Regions from separate parts of the Zea mays genome. Here region 1 is linked to region 2. Evidence: chromatin contacts called from public Hi-C data. All regions are on one chromosome and are shown on one strand. Each heading gives the region's core, a stretch centred on a gene start, on an enhancer-like site or on the middle of the called end of the contact. The rest is flanking DNA. Distances are from core to core; before and after follow the strand shown. Region 1 has its middle 150 kb from the start of LOC100285091. Region 2 holds the start of LOC100285091 (endoglucanase 1).

Evidence for each region. A called contact is a pair of places that touch in the nucleus more often than the background predicts.
Region 1: a contact with region 2 is called in a Hi-C map of ear, with 2.3 times the contacts expected there. The contact joins the enhancer-like site here to the promoter of LOC100285091 in region 2. A contact is called at or near these places in 2 of 25 Hi-C or Micro-C datasets (ear and tassel).

The regions. Positions count from the first base shown.
Region 1 is chr8:36,098,214-36,105,299 of Zm-B73-REFERENCE-NAM-5.0, reverse strand. No RefSeq gene overlaps it. Among protein-coding and RNA genes, the nearest start is that of LOC100285091, 150 kb to the right of the region's middle. Within about 2 kb of position 3,384, at least 9 of the 20 cell types and tissues checked have an H3K27ac peak or open chromatin away from gene starts, as enhancers often do. A contact at or near this core is called in ear and tassel, where this site is marked.
Region 2 is chr8:35,951,039-35,957,900 of Zm-B73-REFERENCE-NAM-5.0, reverse strand. LOC100285091 (endoglucanase 1) reads right to left here and starts at 5,055. Exons shown (of 3, transcript NM_001157986.1): 1 at 4,712-5,055; 2 at 4,399-4,605; 3 at 2,754-4,121. The coding sequence starts at 4,945. The coding sequence ends at 3,057.

The sequences.
Region 1 (7,086 bases), core at 2,135-4,634, 150 kb before region 2:
AAGTGGCCACCAACTTCAATGTGCAAAGGATTATCATGTACACTTGAAAGTAGATATGCCACCAACACCCTATCTTCAAGGCCTTCTATATTCATTATCAGCAACAAACCAAACCCAAATCCTTTATCCTTTCCTTTAGCATGTTCGACAATGTAAGCGTTGTGTTATTCACAGCAGTTGGAGAGCACCTCATTACTGTGTACCTCCTTTTTCATTGTGCAGTCAGTTATAGCATTTGCGTGCCTCCTTTTTCATCGCTTCTAGGGTTTCACACTTTGTGTGTACCGATCGGAAATTCGTTCTACAGTTGTTGCTGCGGCGTGGATACTGCAGGGTGCTTCAGGTATGGTTTTCCTCCACCCCCATTGAAATCGTTTTTGATTTTTAATGCAGTTTATTCAAAGAGCATTTTTACATTGGAAAGGGGCGGAGAGGGTGAGTACTAGTTAGTACTAGATTTATGCATACTATTTTTTTAAGTGAAACATTCTCTGTAGGGTTATCTGTTAATATATTATCGAGTCAGTAATATGTGTATCATTCAGTAATAATGGTGAATAGTCAGTAAGCAGATATTTATAGGATAACCCTGTAGTGTATAGTCAGTAATAACCTCGACTATTCAATAATAACGTCGAACAACGGTAATATTTGTCATAGATTTTTTGGTGCCTAGATTTGTTTTATGAGTATAGTAAGTATCAATGTTGAATATTCAGTAGTAAAGTTGAACATTCAGTAGCAACGTCGAATATAGTTTTTTTTAATTTGTTTTACAAGCATAGTTAGTAACAACGTCGAATATTCAGTAACAACGATCAACAGTTAGTAATATACATTCGAATGGGGTAACAATCTACTTTATAGCAGTATATAATAGGCAGTCAGTAACTATTTTTTTCAAGTTATAAGAATTGGTAATATAAACAATATTCAGTAACAACATAGAAGAGTCAGTATTATAGGGGTATGGACATATATTTTTTGTATCTGATTTTTTATGTTTTACTGTCGCAAACAATGTCAACAAAGGTATATCCTACTAGTACTTGAACAATTTAAGTTCCATAGGAAATACAACAGTTCTTAGACTTTGATCATTTTTACATGCATGCAAATGAGAATGAATCTCTAGAATATGGTGTGGAACAAGTCTCTACTATCTATTAAGGCAATACTGTAGACCATGGCACTACCACGACTTCACCCTCCCCAGACCCCACTGGCAGATATGCAGCCCGTCGCATCCTCTATTGGTCATTCCGATCTCGAGGCCTAAGCATGGCGGCCTTGCATTGGAGGCCCAAGCCCAACACAACTAGCTTCAGTTTGGTACACCTGGTGGCTCGATAGTCCGGCAACAATTAGCAACATCTACATGCACGTAGAAGCGGTAGTTGAGTTTAAGCGCAGAAACAACCCCAGCCCCAGCAGTGTATAGTTGGCGACAAGTCTCCCAAGCAACGCAATGGCTTTTTATTACCTCTCACTTACAAGTACAGTTGTAGTATATGTTCATGTATGCACACACTCACACCAAAACGCACACCAACTCACCCCTACCGTACACAAGCAGACCATGACTCCACCCTCCCCAGGCCCGCACACGCTCACCAACACCCATGTCGCCTCCCGCACCCTTCGCGTCTTCACGCCATCCGCAACCTCCATGCCATGTCAGTTGTTGCATCCCACCCGCCCACTCCACAACAGACTACCGCCCGCTTCTCACGTCGTGGACTCGTGGTACTCCACCCGTAAGGAGGGTGCCCGCCTAGATAAGGTTGCATCGGTTTCTCCCATAGCCACCACTGCTGAATGGCGATTGATTCCAATAATTGGTGGGAGCTTTCCTCACTAACCTAACCGGCCAACAACTCACGATCGAGTGTCATCTCGCCAGACACTCGTCCACAAGCTCGACGACGCCTAGATGAAGCTGACGCTGAGGTTCCACCTCACTGCCACCCCCGCAACGCCGACATCGGCCTCAGGTCCGGATTTGGACCCGCAGCATCCACTGTCGTTCCCGACCACGAGGCACCATCACTAGCGATGGCGTCGCCGAGCGGCGGTGAGTCTCCCCGTGACGCCCAGATGAGGTTGACGCCGAGGTTCCACCTTACCACCCAAGTGATGTTTGTTGTTTCGTATATATGTTTCATACTAATTTTTCACTCCCGCGGCAACGCACGGGCATGAACCTAGTGAACACATAGAACAATAATGGAGTCTTGGAAGAGTTCCGGGAACTCTAGTATCTTCTGAGCAACGTGTACTAATGATTTTCAGATATAATGAGAATTAATGCACATATAAAATATACGCCTATATGTAATCAAGTGTCTTAGCATAAGGTAACATCCATATCTAAATTAAACTTTCGAGAGTGGACATCCTTAGCTTCAAATTGAACAGATTAAGGTCATTGAAATCGAATAGAAGGTGAGGGATTTGAACAAATTAAGGTCCACTGTGTGAGGCGACACCAAGGAGAGCAGAGAGTTGTTGGGGGAAGTGATTTAGGGGGTGTTTAGGAGAGCTCTCACGACTCTGCTCCCAGCGAGAATCACTTATGCCGAGTTAAACGATAAAAATCTAAACTGCTCCGTTGTGGGAGTGGAGTGAATCTAGTCTCTATATTATATTGTACTAGAAAGTGCGAGCAAAAAATATGCTTTCCACCGCTCCCAACCTACTCCTCACTCTCTAATCCCTCAAGAATTAATTCACAACCTATTTGTCAAACGGTTTTCGTCAAATAGATTTACTTCCGGTAGAGAATCACTCGAAATCACTCTATTACAGAATCAGGTCTCTGAGTTAGATAATCATGGAGCGGAACTCTACCAAACTTTGGGTAGGAGTGGAATAGACGTGACAACCAGTTATATATATACAAGGTGAGGGACTGAGCCAATAGGAGAGAGTCGTTGGCCGTTGCTGTCTAGCAGAGCTAGGGCTGGAAAAAAGCTCGAAGCTCGTGAGTCGCGAGTGAGCCAGGTTTTCGAGCTCGTTGAGGCAACGAGCCGAGCGAAGCCGCTCGGGCTCGCGAGCCGGCTCACGAGCTGCACAAAAATAATCAACCTACACAATAATGATGGATATTGGTTAATTTATAGATATCTGACTCGTTTCTTAGTCTTTAATGGTGTATGTATATAACAATTATAATTTAGATTACTTGTAATGTCGTGTTATGATTATTTATTTTATGTTTATAGACCATTAATTAACTATATAATATGATGTTAGTTTTTAAAGTGTAGCTCGCGAGCCGAGCCTCCTTTTAAAGGTCGGTGAGTAGGCAAGGCGAGGCGAGCCGAGCCAAGCTCGACCACTGAGCGAGCCACACCTACCCGGCTCGTTTCCAGAGCAGTCATCGTGTATGCCGTTGTTGGCCGGACCAGCACGCTCCTTCGTACCGGGATAAGACTCTGAGTCATACCAGGCTTAAAACCGTGCTGTCATACCTCGACATGCATGAACATCTATAGATCGCTATTCTGCTGGTGGTTATGTACAATGCCGCGAAATAGGTGATCAAAGGCGTGTTACAATGTTAGTACTGCTATATAAGCGTACAATACGGTATACGGATCACACATTGTCTCTGCGTTCACAAATCACAACAATGAGCTTCGCTTTCGGTGCCGCTTTGCCGCTAGTCGTAGGCTAGCTCGTCGCATGCAATGTTAGTGCGGGCGGCGTGGCCGTTTCTGTGGAAGGGCCAAAGCTTTTTCCCTTTGCGACTCGCATCGCAGGCAGAGAGAGGCAGGACCGCAGGAGGCGCCCTGTTGCTGCACCAGCCTACCGAGCCTGACGACGACCTTGGTGCTACGCATGCATGTGGCTTTCTCAGCACGAACAGGTACAGTACAACGGCCCCATGGAACAGGTCTAGTTAGCGACACGCCCTACAAGTGTACTAGCAGTAATATATTTTGCGTACGTAGCGTCGTGACAGCCAAATGCTTACTGATGCGCCTTGGCATTTGCTTTGCTAGTAACACGAATCTATCTTGTCCATTATTTAAGCTACAGGTGATCCATCAAACGCATTCTGATGAGCTCACAGGCTGGCTGGCGACCAGCTGCACTGAAGCAGCTCTCGTGTCATCTGTCATGTGGTAGTATGCACGTGCACGCCACGCGAGGGCAAGGCCCGCCTCTGCGCCGAGTTACGAGGCGACCAACGTGCTCCGTCAGGGTCAAACACACGGCTGACCATGCTGTCAGGCGCGCACACTCCTCGAACAAATATTGGCGGGAAGGATGGCGCCGCGGCACCATGAACATTCTTCAAATTTACCTCCTGGTTTTGGGAGGATGGACAGCCTTTGTGAGTTATTTATCCAATACCGTACTGCACGTATCGCGTTCTCCTATGCGGATTAGATTGACTCAAACGTTTTCTGTGTAACCGTATTTTACTAGTGAGATGCCGGTACATTTGTAACACCCCGAGGGTCCACAAACACCCAGAATGCTACTAAACAACACTTCTGCCATCTATATATAAAATTTCGGCAGCATCCCCTTTGCAAAATTGCATAGACGAGGGGGCAACAGTGTATAAACATATATCATGACAAAAACATACTAAGTACTATTAATCGGCTAGCAAAGAGAAGTTAAACATACGACATGAACTAAATTAACTAGTGCACACGACTAGTTAAAAAACAAACTTCCTTTGATAATAAATTTCTAATTAAATCATGGCTGCACCTCGGCAGCGCTATTGTGAGAGTGAAAGTGGACGTGCTGCTACTCCCCTCATTCCCAACATGTATCAAGTACCTGCATTGAGTAATGCAAGAGTGAGATGACACATCTCAGCAAGTAAAATAATATCAAACTGTTTAACCACATAAGAACATTGTTTTACCACCACTTGATTCCACAACCTTCTTATTACGAAGGTGCAGCACGTATACAACGTACAACACACCTAGTCACCACACCTCGCAGGTAGAAACCACAATAGTAACATAGTAATGTCACACTTCATATATATATACCTCATGAGTGCAAATGTCTGCAAATGCAAGAATGACTTCTGCCTTCATACCTCTAAGGATATGAAGCCGCATCGTACCCCTCCTCGGGCAACGTACGATGCTAAAAATGTACCGGTACGGTCGGACCATAAGATCACGACATAACTTCACAATGCAAGATGGATGATGCGATGTGCATGTCATGCCTACAACACTTCATATAACGTGATTCAAAAAGATACTTCAACTTCATCCAAGATGGGAATCAACCACATATATCATTAACAAATTATGATCATCCACAATATTAGACAATTGAGAATTAATACTTCCAAACAAATAAACTTCATCATAGAATTCAATGATTAACATAATTAAACTTATGCATACTCAATGACAGGGAATAGGATGCAAACCAAACGGTAGCAACCACCACTGTATTTACTTGCCTTTACCGGAAGTTCAGGCAAATCCCTAAGTACGATCCGGAAGTCCACCATCTGTTTTTGACACACAACTTAGTGCACCAATTTCACATAATCAGGCTCATGAGCGACGCTGCACCTACGCACAAACTCAAACCCCGCCGCGGGTTACATCTCTCCCCACACCCACCAAACTGCAGCGGGGCTGCTTAATAATTTCATAACTTTAAAATTATGACAGCAGTGGTAACAAACAAAAACTCCAGAGGCATCTACATAAAATTCCCCACAAGTTTTGTACACAATTTATAATTAAATTCCAACATCTAATTAGCCCAAAACAGTCCACAAGATGAACCCTGTAATCTGTTTTTTTTTTGTCTTTTGGACAGCGACATACCCGGATTCAAACAGCGATATCTTTTGAAATATAATTCCAAATCAAGCGCATAAGTACTCATTGGAAAGATAAGACAAAGCCCTACATTATTATCATACTGGTTAACACTAATTACCCACGAAAAATGCCCAGAAACTGCTAATACTACTGCTGTTCACCCACCTGAAAATCTGTTTTTTTGGACAGCAACATAACCGGATTGAAACAACGATATCTCCTAAATTATAACTCCGAATCGAGCGCATAAGTACCCGTTGGAAAGGTATGACAAAGCTCTACATGATTCACCCACTGATCCCCACTAATTACCCACGAAAAATTCCCAGAAATCCCAAGAACTACTGTTGTTCGCCCACCCACAAAATTTCAGGACAGCACCTCTACCGATTCGGATAGGTAAACATATAATCAATTGGATTACAACACAATTAAACAAGATAAAATCTCAAAATCACCTTGAATCCTCCCCCTTTCCGCCCTTCTTCCCTCCACCAAAATCCAATTGGAGACATGCACCAACGCGACGTAGATCCGAGCGGGAAAGGAATGGCACCTTGGAGAGAAGGGCTTGAGGAGGGGGCGGCTAGGGTTTGATGGGGGAGGTGGGGTGGCGGCTGCAAATGGGTGGAGGAGTGAGAGGGGCGTCCTCCAAGCCTAGAGAGAGGGGGGGCGGCTGCACAAGAGAAAGGGGAGGGGGGTGGCTGAAAAAAATCCCAAGGGATTAAGGGAGGGGCGGCTAGGGTTAGGGGAACTAGTGGGCCGGATCAAGAACCACGGCCCAACTCGTTCACACGTCAACCCCCAACCCCCCCTAGCGCATGAGTCTAACCAAAATTCTACTATTTTACTGTTGAATGCTTCCCCAAAAATTCCCAACCCCAAAAGCGTACCACCCGAAAGAAAGAAGGAAAAAGAAACAAGGAAAGAATAAACTCCAACTTCTCTTCTTTGCAAACTGGGTATCACACTCTACCCCCCTTGAAAAGAATTCGACCTCGAATTCTGACGCTTCTATCTGAACGACCAAAGGAAAGATCAGCGACGACAAAAACTCACCCCATAACGAAAAGTTCGGGGTACTTCTGCCGCATCAGCTCCTCGAGCTCCAAGGATTCTAGGATACGCAGCAGACGACACTCTAGAGTCAGGTCTTGCTACATGGGAATCGACTCTAGCTCGATTTATTGATCTGGATTCTGCAAATACTTTCTCAACATAGAGACATGGAATACATGGTGTACACTGATCATAGACTCCG
Region 2 (6,862 bases), core at 3,806-6,305:
CACTGCATCCCACAAAGGACCATCCGTTGCATCACACAGTGCACACACCACCAAGTCTCATGGTGAAGTTTTATTGTTTTTAAAACAATACTTCTAATCTATGAGGATACTAAGGCCGCTCTTGACCACGACCATGACTGATTAATTAGTTTTATGACACTCTACAGAGGTTGTACAACTTTACCCGCAAGTTGTGGTACCCACTTGCCTGGGTTTGCAAGACCCTTCACCTCTTCTAGGGAGGTGTGGCAAGGTTCACTACAAGACCTTTACAAAGAATATCACGTGTGTATTAGACTATGACACAATACTAGGAGGCAATCTCCCATAACATCTTTCCACCACAAACCACACACGTGGTCCCTCTAGGGCATCCCACCCAAGGCCTAGTCAAGCTAAAGTGGAGCCAAAGATCCCTCCATCACCATCTGTCTTAGCTAATGTCCACACAGTTTCCCTCTAATTACTTGGTCAATACCAGAGCCATAATAGTCGTTGTGGTTGTACCATTGTCCCGGGTGGTCGCTCGATGAACTGGTCCTTAGGGTGAGGCACTTGTGCAAAACAATCCCATGAATCAAGTCCCCATGGTTTGCTAAAAACATCTTTTATAAAAAAATTATCTTAAAACATTTGAAAACATTTCTCTTTTGAAAGGTGTAGAGCACTAGCACTTGTCTACTAAAAAGGTTCCCAAATTCCTAAGTATAACAAGGACAAGGTAAATAATACTAAGGTAATCCTACTTGGAGCAATAATTTGGCCAAAACAATAATGAACATTTAATTTAATGGGGTATAGGAAGTACATGCAACAAACATGGACACAAAATAATAAACAATACACCAATCATGAAAACAATAACTGTTAGGAAAGCTACCCTGGCCAGGTTTCAATAACTGTTAGGAATGGATTCAGAACAAATACGTATGGAAACAAATCCGGATGTCACTATTTACCATATTTTATCTGAATCCAAATACGGATATTATCGGATACGAATACAAAACAGATAGTTTGAATTCGGCTTTACATTCGGATACTTACTTGATTTGGAACATAGCGTCATAACAAGTATCAATGGATTTGGAACACAGCACCATATTACAAGCAAATTATGAACATAATACATAGATATCTTACGAGCATATTTAATATATATATATATATTCTTTAACAATAAATATATATGTCTTGCTTATATATATGTCCTACTTTAAAATAAAAGGTTGGAAAATCTTCTTAATCTTTTATGTCACGCTTTTATCATCAAGATATATATTAATGTAAATTTTTGGAAATTGTTTAACTATATTTCCATATCCTTTTATAATTTTTATAAATAGGTATCTAGTAATACATTTGATTGATATAAAGTAGTAAATGTACCAACAAATTTAATTTGTCAATCCAAAAAGACATGAATACCCTATATGAACGTGTGACCAAAATGTAAATAAAAATAATTAAGAAACTAATCTGTAAAGTGTGAAGTGGATGATTTTAGTTAAGTGTTTCTAAAACTTAGTTTAGATGTGTTCTGCTTGTAAACACTTTGACACAAAAAAGTTGTAAAATCATTTGAAACTTTTATGTCATACTTTTATCATCAAAATATGTGACCATGCAAAATTTTGGAATTTCTTGACCATGTTTACATATTCTTTTATAATTTCTATAAAAAGTTATGGGCTAATTCATTTAATTGATATAAAATAGTAAATATTCCAAAAAAAATAAATTTGACATTCTAAAATGAATGAATACCCTGTATGAATGTGTGTACCAAAATGTAAATGAAAATAATGAATAAATTAGTATATATAAGTTAAAGTGGAGAGTTGCAGTTGAATGCTTATGAAACTTATTTGAGATGTGTTCTATTTGACATTTAGCTGAATGAATGTCTTATATAAATGTGTGTACTAAAAATAAAAGAAAATAATGAAGAACATAGCGTGAAGTGGAGATTTATAGGTTAAATGATTATGAAACATAGTTGAATATTATATTTTTTAAACAAATTATGTATATCAGGTATATTTGTATTTTGGACTCTAAATATATAATTTTTGTATATTAGGTATATTTATATTTTGGACTCTAAATTCGCAATTAGTGTTTTTAATATTGATTAAAACTTATCATTTTATATCACTAGTAATGTAAGAACATAATTATTTGTTTATCATATAAATATTTTTCACTTTAAATGGTGTATATCATTTTCTAGTATAATATTAAAATTAGAATCATTTGTAATTAATAATTAGTATTAAAAAGTAGGTTTTAAATTGTTTCATGGATACAAATAGTATCGAATATTTCACGGTTTTGTCAAATATGGATCTAAAATTTGATAGAGAAAAATTAAATTAGATATGTACATTTAACATTAATATTAAAATAGGAGTCTAGACATCCAAATCTGAATAAATAACCTGACCTAATAACGGTCTAGACAAGTAGGTTGGCCAACAAGGTTAAAGGACGACCCGACTAAATTAGGCAGAGTAACACTCCCTCCGTCTTAAAATAGTAATCATTTTAGCTGCAGTTATTTTAGTTCTTGATTTTTATCTCTATTTAAATTTATAATGATAAATCTAGACACATATCTCAATTATTGTATAAATGTCGAGTTTTATTTTGGGCAGAGGGAGTACATTTCCCATTTGTTATAGTTTCACGTATAAACAGTAACGATAACAAGAAATACGAAATATAAGTGGCAACGTAACGACAACACAAAATGGCGGATAGGTTCGTGGATGTAATTAAACAAAACAGTAGATAGCATCAGATAGAGTTGCGAGCTGCAACCTTAGTAGCAGTACACTTGGTGGAGCCGTGGAGCACAGTTTGTCTCCGCGCTTACATACGTGCGCCAGCAGCGGCGTCGCGTAACAAACAAATCACGCCTACGAGTACTAGTGGCAATATATTAAGACCCACAAGCGAAGCGTCCTTGGTTTTGCTTGCACTGGGGTCGTCAAATCGCGATGCTCTAATTTCCGAACAATCAATCAACACGGCAACAATTAACGCTAGGGAGCTTAGAGCTGGCCGTAGGAGTGCGCGAGGTAGGCGAGCGCGCCGACGAGCGGCGCGTTGATGTAGGTGGCCGGCTCCGAGTGCTCGTGGTCGTTCCGCTCGTCGGGGAACCTGTCCTGCATGTCGGGTCCCCCGACGACGGCACCGACGAGCAGGTTGGGATTGGCCCCACCCGCGTACAGCGCGGTGAACCCCTGCGAGCAACCGATCCTAGCCGGGTGCGCCGCCACGGACGGCAGCGACGAAGCGCGGTGGTGGATGCGGCGCGGGTACTTGGCGCCGTAGCCCACCATGTAGGACATCCCCATCGGGTTGCTCCCCAGCAGGTAGTCCACCTGCCTGCGCGCGATGGCGCGCAGCCGCTGCGGCGTGACCGCCACGCCGCCGCAGCGCACCGTCTGCTTGGCGAACGCCAGGTACTTGGCGTAGGTGAGCAGGAGGAAAGAGCTCGACGTCACGTACTGCATGTTGCTGTCGCTAAGCCTGAACAGCAGCCCGCCCCGGGTGTACTGCGTCTGGTCCGTGGCCGTGCCGGGCACCATGGAGCAAATGAAGCCGTCGGCGTGGCCCTTGTACTCGTGGAGCGCGCCCAGGCGCTGCACCAGGAACGACTTGGAGATGAGCACCCGCGCGCCCGCGTGCTTGTTGTCCCACCCGAACGTGTTGTCCGACTCGTCCGCGCCCAGCACCTGCCCGTTCGTCTGGATGTAGCTCAGGTAAGAGGGGCTCTTGGTGGCGCGGTGGAGCCACGCCGCGCCCCACAGCAGCTCGTCCTGGTACCCGGAGTAGGAGCAGTAGTACGGGCACACGTCCGCCGCCAGCCCGGTGCTGTAGGAGCCGCGGTGCTTGTCCGCGAACTCGAACACCCTCTTGGCCCTGGCGACAAGGCGGCTGGCGTAGGCCGGGTCGGACTTGCGGAAGACGAGGGAGGCGGCGGCGAGAGCCGCGGCAGTCTCGGCGGCGACGTCGGATCCCGGGGTGCCACGGTCCACCTTGTACACCGTCCTGGGGGTGTCCATGTCCTCCGGCCGCTCCCAGCACGCGTGGTCCTTGGTCGCGTCACCGACCTGTGATGACCACAGAAGGGAGTGCGGAGATCGATCAGATCAGCTTGCGGTGCGCCCCCACTGCCACCAATGTGTAGACGCAACACCAGCAGTGCTTGCTTGGCCCACATGGCGATGGTGTTAACCGTGCAAGTACTAACATTTCATATTTCCATTGGTTGTGAAAAAGGAAGCAGCCTTTCGTGCTGTGCTGCTTGTACTACTAGCTAGTGAGTTTGACCATGACTCGCTCGATGAGGAACAGGAGCAGGAACAGGAAGGCAACAACTCCACTTGCCTGGACGTAGATGGTGTCCGGGTGCGCCGTGGCCTTGAGCAGGTAGTCGGCGCCCCAGCGGACGGCGTCCCTGGCGTGCTGCAGCTCCGACTTCATGAGGCCGCCAAACTCCACCACGCTCCACGCCAGCATCGTCATGCTGAACGCCATCGGGAACCCGAACTTGACGTTGTCACCAGCGTCGTGGTACCCGCCCACCAGGTCCACCTGCCCGCCACACATTCAACAAGAACGCCGGCCATCAACAGATAAAACAGGACTGAAAGCAGAGAGGCCGTCCGGTGACATAACCTCCACGCTAGGGAGTACTTACCTTGGCGGAGTGACCGTCGGAGAGTCCCGAGTCCCTGCGCCAGGACACGCGCTGCGACGGCGGCAGCTTGCCCGACCGCTGGCCCTCGAAGAAGAGGATGGACTTGACGAGCGCGTCCCTGTAGTCGTGTGCGGCGGGGCCATGGTGCCCCCGGGAGGCAATGGCGTCGCCTGGAAGGCGGAGGGCAGACGAGAGCAGGACGAAGACGACGAAGACGCAGCGGAGACGAGCCATGGCCGGCCAATGGACCACCTCCTCGCTCGCCTACTGGACAGTGGACACTGGAACGTCGCCGCTCACTGTCACTGGCCACTGGCTCCCGTCTCCGCACTGCCTCCTCGCTTGGCACAAGTGGCCACCCGAGCGCTGCTTTTAAAGGCGCGCGGGACTGTTTTCCGCCGTATATTTATTGTCGTTTCCTTTTTCGGTTTTAGAACGGCCATTACTTTTCTCCCGCCATGGACGCGTGCCCCGAGAGCCCTCTGAGCTCCTTCACATGGACATGGGCATGGCGACTGGCTGGCATGCGCCAGTGAGCGAGCATGGGTGACAGGGTCAGCCGCTTCGTCAAGGAAATGGTATCCATGTCGTCAGTGGCAGAAAGAACAGGTTTTGCTTTTTTTAAGCCCATTTCGGCGCATGAAAACGGGGAAAAAATGGGTGGGATAAGATAGATGCCTCCCTGGCTCCCTGCAGAATGCAAATGCGCGACGTGCTTCAGCTTTTGTCCATTGTGGCTGCCGAGGAAATCGCCATTGCCAAGAAATCAAGCACGGTCAGGCTTTGGTTTCTCAAGGCGGCGAATTGGTTTTTGTTAATGGAAGCAGAGCTCGGAAATGGGAAGAGGCAGACGGTTAGCTCAAGGAGCTTGGCCCACCACAGCAATAACTTTGCAGACGAGGGAACCGTGCAGCCATCACCGCCGGCCGTTAAGCCACAGGAGGAGCACTTTTCCGATTTTTTAATTTGAGCGGCACAAGATCCCGCTCTTTCGTTGCTCAGGGACCCCGAGCGCACGAACAAAAGGTAGGCCCGGTTGTCTCCAGCGGATCAGGATCATGGGTGCTGTTTTTTATTAGTGTTGAGTAGAGTTGGAAATAGTAGATTCGATAAAAGATAGAATAGAAATGATATAGGAGATAGTTTTATCGATCTGGTGTAGAGATGGCAAATGTGTATTTTCCGTCGGGTTTTAGATCCTCGTCCTGGTTCCGCAACAAAAAAAAATTCTCACCAAAATCCCCACGAACGCTTTCAGAGAATATTTTTCTCCATCTCTGTCGGGGATCTCCATCCCCTCTTAAGTTATAATTAGAACGTGCTTATTTTGTTACTAGTTATATGCCAATGCGTTACCACGAGACAGATAAGCGTGGGGAGCGATGCATAGGCTACAAATATAATTATTGTTTATTTATAAATACTAAGTTACGTGTGGTCTGGTGGTTAGCCCAAATTTTTGTAGTATATAGGGGTGTGGGTTCAAGTGCTTGTTCTACACTATTTTTGCGGATGCTGGACATAGCGAGGGTGAAGCTATGGTGTGCCCACATTAGGTAATTAATAGAGTAGTATAGATTAATGTAAAACATTGTCACTTATACACATTGTCAGATGTAAAAAAATCATTATGTGTACATCAAAATAAACATATTTATACAGTAAGTGATCTCTTGACAAGGTAATTATTTATTTCATCATTAATTGTTACATGAAAATATCACAACATGTAAGTTTAACGGGTCCCGAAGGAAATGGGGCATTCCCACCCCCGTTTACCCGTTGGGCCAGAACTTTTCCTCATTAACATCCCCGTAGGGAAATAAACTTCCCCATCCCCATCCAATAATAGAAGAAACCCCACGGGAAATTGGGGATCGAAGCTGTTGGGGGCCTACCTTGCCGAAGGTCCTCAAAACACATGTACTCCTGCATAATTAGATGTGTTTCAGGTGTATAATGAAGGTTGGACGAAGTTGGCTTTCAGCCGAAGCAACGTGTAGTGAAAGTGTCGTATGTATACACAAGCGACGAAGGTACGAGTCGAAGCTAATAGCTTCATCATGGAGAAAAGCTTCGAACATAAGCTAACGAAGAAGAAGTCCAATACTTGCGCAGCAAGAAAGAAAGAGAAAAGAGGACAATGTCCCT